Linked DNA regions of Sus scrofa: region 2 is linked to region 1. A link is a contact called in public promoter capture Hi-C data. All regions are on one chromosome and are shown on one strand. Each heading gives the region's core, a stretch centred on a gene start, on an enhancer-like site or on the middle of the called end of the contact. The rest is flanking DNA. Distances are from core to core; before and after follow the strand shown.

What was found. Promoter capture Hi-C pulls out the DNA fragments that hold promoters and counts their contacts.
Region 2: a promoter capture Hi-C map of fetal liver shows a contact between it and region 1, with 2.1 times the contacts expected there. The contact joins the promoter of RBPMS here to the promoter of UBXN8 in region 1. A contact is called at or near these places in 1 of 5 promoter capture datasets (fetal liver) and 2 of 47 Hi-C or Micro-C datasets (embryonic fibroblasts and heart right ventricle).

What each region holds. Positions count from the first base shown.
Region 1 is chr15:54,365,775-54,370,287 of Sscrofa11.1, forward strand. UBXN8 (UBX domain protein 8) reads right to left here and starts at 1,836. Exons shown (of 8, transcript NM_001244745.1): 1 at 1,735-1,836; 2 at 15-137. The coding sequence starts at 1,822.
Region 2 is chr15:54,722,914-54,727,438 of Sscrofa11.1, forward strand. It overlaps RBPMS (RNA-binding protein with multiple splicing), which reads right to left and starts at 2,500. Exons shown (of 9, transcript XM_021074872.1): 1 at 1,895-2,500. The coding sequence starts at 1,960.

The DNA of each region.
Region 1 (4,513 bases), core at 586-3,085:
AACTATAAACTTACCTTTCAGATAAACTTGGGTAGATTTAAACGAGTTAATCCATGAGGTAGCCACCGAAATAATTAATGTAAGAAGAGCAAGCAGTAAGAAAATCCGGCCACATAGCAAAATAAGATCTTTGATTCCTTAACAAGGTTAAAAAAATTACAATTAAAATTTAAAACAATTTTTCTTGGAACTAATAATAAGTACTAATATATTAGCAGATTATTTGTACCAGAACAATATAATAATAAAAGTTAAGGTATGCAACTGTCTTATAATATTTCATATAATTTTCCTGTGGTGCCAAAATTCATCACGACTGTCATTACCAGAACAAGTTTTCAAAAAATGATTCTAGAACATCTTTCAGGAATATAAGTGAATGGCTACATTATAAATATATGACTATCAATAATGCAGAAATCTTGGTTTTCCTTCTGCCCCAAGAAGGAAAGAAAATTATCCACATTAATTGGGAACTAAATCATGATGGTATGTATCATCTTATCAAATTCTATTTAAAATCAGTCACTCCCACTGAACACAAATTCTTATTTCTCACAGTTAAGTTATGCAACTGTGTACTTCTCTAGTTCTCAATGTTTATTCTGTCATTTGTAAATAAAATTACTATATACATATCTGCCCAAAAAAGGGAAAATTCAGTACTTGGTTTTGTATGATTTTGAGAGCCAAGATGAAAATTAATCAGCAAAAAATGTAACAAGTACCTACTGTGTGTAATACAATTTGTTAATGATGAGGGATCCTGGATAAGAAGTTGGAATAAAAATGGTTTCTATCCTCTAGGAATTTTTAGTTTTATTTTATAATTCTCAAAAGACACCAGGTAGAGGTATGCCAACAGTTGCTGTACCTTCGATTTGACCCCTAGCCCAAGAACTTACTAAAGCCACAGGTGTAGCCCCAGAAAGGAAAAAAAGAAAAAAAAAAGGGGAGAGAGAAGAGAGACACCCTATAGTCAAATCTGCCAAGAACAACAGAAACCTAATTTGCCTCACTGCTTCCGCTATACCTTCCTTGCAAAACACTTGTCCACAAAGAATCCAGACTTTTTAAAACCTTAGGGAAGTCCCTTAACCTCCCTATATCTGTTTCCACTGTAAAATAGGTTAGAGCAGTGCGCATCCTCAAAGTTTGTAAACCAATTTAGAGGAGATAATAACCACGACTTAAGAGTCTAGTTTACAATAAGCGTTCAATGAATGCTATTATCATGCGCCACTCTCTCTACTAGTCTCTTTAATCCAGCCTCAAAGGTCTTCATCCTTTTCCTTCAAGTCACAATTCCTTTTGTCTGGAATGTCATCCCGCTCCCTCCACCTCCCGCCCTCGCTTTTCAAACGTGTGGCTCCTTATCATTTAAGTCTCTTAAATTCTTCAGAAGGCCTACATCAGCTTGTTTATTTCCTTTTGAGCACTCAACACAATGTGAAAGTCAAGTATATGCTTGCTCCTGTGCTTTCGGCCTCTGTCCCATTACCCGCAAAACTTCACCAGATCTGGAGGGGCACTTTTCCGCCAAGAGTTTGCCTCCCCAGGACGGCAAAAGTCTCGCTCCACCAGGAACCCCGCGGGGGAAGAGGAAGGCAGGCGCGGTGCAGCCTGGGCATCGTAGTCAAAGCCGCCCAGAGGAGACGCGGCCGGGAAATTGCACGTAGTGTTCGTGAGACTGTTACCAGGTGTGAACGCCAGGAGGCAAAAGCCAGCACTTACCTAGATCTGGGACCCCACGCCGGAGCTCCAGACACAAGAGGGGGAGAGCAGAGAGGAGGAAAATGCCAACCACCCCAAGAGAAACCATAGCGGCGGAAGCGCTGCTTCCTGGCGGAAGCTCCGCCCCTTCTGATTACGCCTCCCTTGGAAGGTGGAGTGGATCCTTTCTAAGGGAGGAATTCCAGGAAAGCGCTGGACCCTAAAGCTGTTTCGTTGGTGAGACTGAGATAAACCCAGGCTTTTGAACTCATAATCTGTAACCTGAAAACAAGTGTAGGTCACCTCCCGACGTCACGTGAGGTCCAGGGGAGACGGCCTCGCTGGCACCCGCCCAGCCAAGTCCTGTGAAAGCAAAACTTGGGCTCCTTCGAGGCGGGCAGCCCCTGCCCCTTCGGCTGTCAGACTGTAGAGATTGTAAGAAAGAACTCTAAAGAGTAAAATGAAACAGAGGAGAAAGGATAGGGGCAGCTGATACTACAAGGAGGCAGCCTGTGCCCTTGGCCTATGTCTGTAGTGGGTGATTGTGGACTTTTGAGTCAGAGCTGTTGAGCACCACTTTCTGCCGAAGAACCTTCCTTATCTTCCAAACGGTCCCCGGCACCTTCCTCGGTCTCTGGTTCCGACGGGAAGATGACTCAAAAGTGAGGCCTGGCACCTAATTATGGAGACCCGCTACCCCTTGCTCCGCTCCTTATCAGTTTTGCTAGCAGGTGTTACTGTTAATGACTTAACACGGCCTCCCAGTTCTGTGACCTCATTGCCATCCTATGACTCATCTCTTTGGCGTTTCTGCCAACCCCGATGCGTGTAAGCTACAGAGATCTCTTAAAAGATTTCGTGAGGGAGATTTCGCAGTGGTTAACGAATCCGACTAGGAACCATGAAGTTGCGGGTTCGGTCCCTGCCCTTGCTCAGTGGGTTAACGATCCCGCGTTGCCTTGAGCTGTGGTGTAGGTTGCAGACGCGGCTCGGATCCGCTCCGATTAGACCCCTAGCCTGGGAACCTCCATATGCTGCAGAAGCGGCCCAAAGAAATAGCAAAAAGACAAAAAAAAAAAGATTTCGTGGGAGTTGCCATCATAATCCGACTAGTATCTGGTTCTGATCCCTGGCCTCACTCAGTGGGTCAGGAATCCAGCCTTCCCTTGAGCTTTGGTGTAGGTCGCAGACCTGGCTGGGATCCTGCGTTGCTGTGGCTGTGGTGTAGGCCAGCAGCTGTAGCTCCAATTGGACCCCTAGCGTGGGAACTTCCATATGCCTGGGACGCAGCCCTAAAATAAAATAAAAGTTTTCGTGCTTTGAAAGTTGGTTTTGTGACCCTTCCATCAGTTCTGCCTCACCCTTCAGTTTAGTTCAGCTAACATTTATTTAGCTCCACAATTTGCCTGGCACTGTAGAACTCATAGAGACTCAAGTATGTGTAAGTTTTGTCCTTGAGAAACTCAGTTCGTGGGAAAGACAGCCCTGTAAAGAGAAAAATACAGCGCTTGTGTGCTGTGAGAGGTACACAGGGAGCTATGTACCCAAGTGAGGGCTTGGGGAAAGGCTTTCCCAAAGGAAATCGTGTCTAAATTATTTTGTAAAGGTTAGGAATTGGGGAAAAGGGCAAGAGATTTGAAGTTTGACAAACTATGAATGTAGAGGAACTACCAACAGTTAAAATATTGCAATTTCAACTTTGAATGGAAGAGTGTAGAAGTAGGTTGGAGCCAGGACCAAGGGAGCTTGGCTTGGTATATAGGCTAAGAACGTTATCCTAGAATTCAAGGTGCAGACTATGAGTGCACAATCTCAAAATCGATCTGGGTAAAGTACTATAAATTATGTGACATACCAATTAAACAATTAATTACATTGACTCATTAAAACGTTTTCATTTGCTGTCCACATGAAGACAGGAAAGAGTTCTACAGCGGTTACCATCTTCATTTTGGTATGATTTCCTCCTTTAGGTATTTTTCTTCCTCTTTTTATATTCCTAATTGAATCTGTTGATGGCACCAATAAATCTCTATCAGGACAGTAAAGTAGAGGCTCCCACATACTCTAGATTTGCTTAGGGCCATAAACATTTCCCAAAACTTTATTGATTATGAAGTCTCTTCACTGTAATTGTCTACTTTTAACCTCCACCCGACACCCAAGACCATTAGAATAACCTATTAAAGCAAAATCAAATTTCCACTTACTGCATTAAAGGAGAACACTTTTGTGACAAAATCTTTGTAGTGTCTCAGAGGGGAAGTCAAGAGTGATTTTTATAGGCTTTTTGGAGTCTCCACTGGAATAGTTTTAGGTGGCCTTTTCGATGTGGGGATGTCATTGGTTGGGATTAGACATAGTGTGTGGTATAATAGTTTAGGGATGGTGGATGCAGCAAGAGGTGGGACTTGAAGGCAGGTGTGGTCCCTTTTTGATAAGGTGATTTGCCCAGTTGTGTGATCAATCCAACTTCTCAGTGCCTGGAGAGGATGAGCAACCTGTTGTTCAGATAAATGGATTTTCAGGAAGTTTCTAAAGCTAACAATGAAGAAACATACTGATTTATAGCCTATCCTCGTTGGTAAGAATACCCTAAAACAAATAATAAAGTCATGTTGATTGAGGTAAGATCAAGCAGTTTTGTTTGTTTTTGTTTTTTTGGCTGCACCTGTGGCATGTGGAAGTTCCCAGGCCAGGGACTTCCACATGCCATAGCAGCAACCCCCAGCTGCTGCAGATCCTCAACCTGCTATGCCAAAAGGGAACTCCATCATGTCATAGTTTTTAATGATAATTA
Region 2 (4,525 bases), core at 1,250-3,749, 360 kb after region 1:
AACCTCATACATTAAGACAATAGGACAGACTACAGCCATGGCTGGCGGCAATTTGGCCGAGATGGGTCAAGCAGAAAAATGTGACTTTAATCTTATCAAGTAGATTAGGGTTTGGGAACATTCAAACCAAGAAAAAAAAATCTTTGGTTTACCTGGTTAACTTCCCATTTGCAAGTTCTCAATTAGGTGAATGGAGAAAGATGGTTTCACATAATATATTCTTACTCTTAGAAGTCAACAGATTGTCAATTTAAGCGATATAGAAAGGTTTCTGAAGCAGTCATTATCTTGGTGTGTTAGGTGAGTTAGTTAACTGTAACAACTTAAAAAAAAAGCAAACTTATTTTTAAAATTTTATTTCAGTGGCAGGGAAAATAGCAAAGCAGTAAGGCTCAAGAAAAAAGCGAAACTTGCAATTCAAGTCTCCATCTCTGAGAAAGAAGGAATGTCAGTAGTATTCAATCACTTGCAGTTAAGAAACAACTGGCAAGAAAACAACGCTTTTCAAAATAATAGTTTATAATAAAGGTGATCTCCTTAGGTGGGAAGGCAACTTGCAGCTCACAGCAATTCACCTACATCGCACTACCCAAAAACTGTAACATTTTGTTATTTATTTTGCATTGTTTTGCATGGTCTTAGGGGCTCTCCTCCCTCTCCCTCATTTAAAAATAGTTCCCACTTTACAAGGGAACAAAGTGCTGAGGACTTATATATACTAATTAAATTCTTAGTGTTTGGTTTCACTATCAGAGTTTTATTTTACGCTCAACGTAGTATCTCCATAATCATCAATAGCCTAGCGCTTTAGAATCAGTTTGCCTTTCTGTTAACCTTATACATTAGGATGCAATACCTATAAGAATGTTTTATAGGTCATTATTTAGATTGCATACTTTCTTGCATCTATATACACTCTAAAATTCCCTTTAGCATGTTTAAGAAGTCAATTTCGTGGGCTTTTAAAAGACAGGGTGAAAAATATTGTTTACTGGACTCCAGACAACGTACCTATAGGAACCAGAGCCACTGAACAGGCTATCACAAATATTTCAACTACAAAATTCTGGAACGTTTGTTCTAGAGTTCCCTTCTACATTTACTGAATTTTTTTTTTCTACCAAAGGAACGCTCCTCAGCTGCAACATTTTTATCCTTGTTACAGACCCACCACAAAATTTACGCTCAGACGTTCAAGTTCCATTAAAATAGCCTGGATGATCACTTAATGAATTGCAAAGTTTGAAACTCTCGTCTTCTGTTCCCCACAACCGCAACGCCCCTAAATTTACAAAACCTAATTACTCAGGTTGGGGTCTTAGACTCATCAGAGAAGAATGCGGCTGATGAGTTATCTATTAATCCAAAATGCCTCAGCTGGAAAGATATTTCACTAAGAAACTTTTCACGTTGAAAGGGAGGGGGCAGGGAACCGAAGGAGTCTTTTAAGGAGAACTTTCCCCGAGTTTCTTCCTTAAACCACACAAACACACCCCACAACTTCCAGCCCCAGACGCAGAACTAAGTGCTGACCCTCCCGGTCTCAATAATCTGAGGTCACCCAGGAGTCAGCTCTCGATTCCGCTTTTAAAATCCGGTGCAAACAAAGCTGGGCATTATACTTACAAAAGGTCTCAGGAAAGTCCTCAAAGTTACGCAATTGTAGGCACACAGACGCGCGTGGACCCACAAAAACACACTCGGTGAGGATACACTCTCCCCGGGCCACAGCCTGGGGCTGCTTCAAGGAGCCAGGACGATTCCCAAACCCTCGACCGCGGCGCCCCCTCCCCGGCGCAGCCCGGCGCCCGGGGACCCGCGCCCCGCCAGCCGCCGGCACTTTGGAAAAGACCCGCGGCTGCCGTCCCAGCCCGTACCCACCACCTCACCGTACCTCTTCCTCCTGAAGGTTGGCCTCGTTCGGGGTGTTCTCCTTCTCGGCTTTGCCGCCGTTGTTCATCTTCCCGGTCCTCCCTCGCCGGGCAGGGTTGGGGCGCGGGGCTGGGCGAGGGCGAGCTCGCCCACTTTTCCCTTCCCCGGGCGCCGCGGGCAGCGGGGGCTGGAGCCGGGGCTGTGGCGGCTTGGCTGGGGCTCCGGCTCGGGGTCCCGCGGCGAGACTGCGGCGGCGGGCGACTCAGGAAGTGCGAGGGAGAGGACGGGGCAGGGCTAGGCGCCGGCGGACAGAGAAGGGGACGGAGACAATCGGGACCCAGGAGGGAGACCTGGAGAGGGCGGGCGGGCGTGAGGGAAGGAAGGAAGAAAGGATGGGGCGAGGACGCGCGTCCCAGGAGTGAGCCCAGAGTTGGGGATGTGGCTGAGTAGAGGCTCGGGGGCAGCCGCCGCCCGAGGTAGCAGCTGCTGGAAGGAGGGGGCGAGGGGTACCCGGAGAGGAGCAGGAGGAGGAGGTGCGGGGTAGCGGGGCGCGGCTGGGACCCGGAGAGCCGCTGAGTGCGCGCTCCTGGCTGGCTCTGGAAAGTACGGGCTCCAAGCAGCTCCCCTTCTCTCGCCTGCCTTCCTCCTCCCCTCTCTCCTCCCTCCCCTCCTCCTCCTCCCTCCGCCCTCCCTGGATGTGGGCTGCAGGCTAGAGCCCGGAGGGACGGGACGCGGGACGGCAAAGCCCCCCGCAGGAGGAGGGGCTGCGCGGAGGGCTGCTGCCAGGCGGCCGGATGGCGCGCGCCGGGCGGAAGCGACCGACCCGAGCCCCCGACTCCGCGGTAGGTCGCTGGGCGAGGGCCGAAGAGGGGAGAGGAGAAAGGTTAGGTCCCCCGTTTGCCCTGCCCCTGGGGGCCCCGGTGGCCCAGCCGGGCGCTGCACTCCCTTGAAGAGGGGCTTCGGGGAGCCCGGCCCTGCCCGCGCGGGGACCGGGGAGTGTGAGTTGTCACTTTTGCTCCTTTACTCTTCACGAGGCATTCGCACCCCTACCCCGCCTTTTCAATACCAGCTTAGACCTGGTTCTACCTCTCCTAGTCGGCAGCTTGAAATGACAGGATGCGAGAAATCGAGTGACATCCGGGGGCAGCCCACTCCAGGCCAGCGTTTTCAGGGCACAGCCTCAGACCCACGTCCGACGCCGGGTCCTCAAAAACCTTTCCAGCCTCCCCGCACCGGCTGGCCCCTGTTCAGACTCCTCTAGAGCCCTTATCTGACTATCCTGGAATTATTTGTTTACCTGGCTGCCTCTCTTACTCTCCTGAAGAGATCCTTCTTGGAAGGCAAGACCCAGCCCTCTTTACCTTTCAAATCCCACGGGTTTGGTTTGGGTTGTTGGGTTTTTTTAATAGGCTACGTGGTGTATAGTACGCACTCAATAAATATTTGTTGGCCGAGGGAAATGTTCCTCACTGCTAGACAAGCTGGAGGACAAGACAAGATATTCAGAGGGTCAGAGCAGCTTAGAGACGAAGGGAGACCCGGCATCTAGGTCAGTGCACAACGCTTGTTTACGCACCAGGCTTGGAAGGAAGAACTGCCTTGGTTTCCGTTTCCTTCTCTGTGAACTAGGAGTTCTATTTATCGCCCAGGAGTTTGCTATTAGAGGAGATTATCGGTTGATAGATAAAACTATAGCACCTGGCACCCATTCTGACCCAGTTAAGTTTACAATACATGGAAACTGGCTTTATGAAGGAAATTTCCATTTTTCCTGAGCCATCCAGAACTTTTCCAATATGGTGTCATTTATGCTTTCCACTCAAGTGACTGCTACAAACACCTAAGTTTAAACCTCCAAACTTCGGTAGGCTCTCTCTCACTTCTCACTCCTAGGAATTCTCTCCCCGCACCGCACCAATCACAATTTCTAATCAGCTTGCTTGCTTCACTGTTTGTCTTGACCCCGCCCCTCCCCCACCCCACATTCTTTACCCTTAACTGGTTTAAGTGCTCCTAGAAGTGGGATGGGATGGCGGCAGAAATTGAAGATAAGGCTTCTGCTTTTAGGGCATTAAAAGTGGTGTCGGTGGAGACGAGATACCCCAGACGACTCCAAGGCAACATCATCAGAGATCCTGGTTCAAATTGTAGAAAGCAAAGAAAATATTTGCTTTCAGAGCATGACGAAGAGAAAAACCAGTAGTGATCCTTGGATTTACATATTGGATTTTTCTGGGGTTGAGGGGAAGTCGAGAGATTTTGATGAAGAGAGTTCATTGCTGTCCTGATGTCATTTCTCTCTACGGAAAAAAATAAAAAATAAAAAGTGTCCCCTGGATGAAAATAAACTGAGAATCTATTGAAATTGCAATTGACCTTCAGAAGAGGCCAGGGTACTGTTAATCTGGAAACTGAAATGGCCCTTTTCCTCTTCTAGTTCCTCCCTCGGTTATATGAGGAACCACAAGGGGGCACTGTCTTCCTGGGCAATGGCTGAGTGGTGGTCTTGGGCCCCTGTGCTGACAAGTAATGCCAGCACTTTGCCCTCCTTGGCCATTTCTGCCTGTTGCTGAACACACTCCACAGAAAGGCATTGTCTTGCTGGAGCCTGGCAGAGGCCCAAGAAAAATAACAATTGACCCAGGGATTGGTA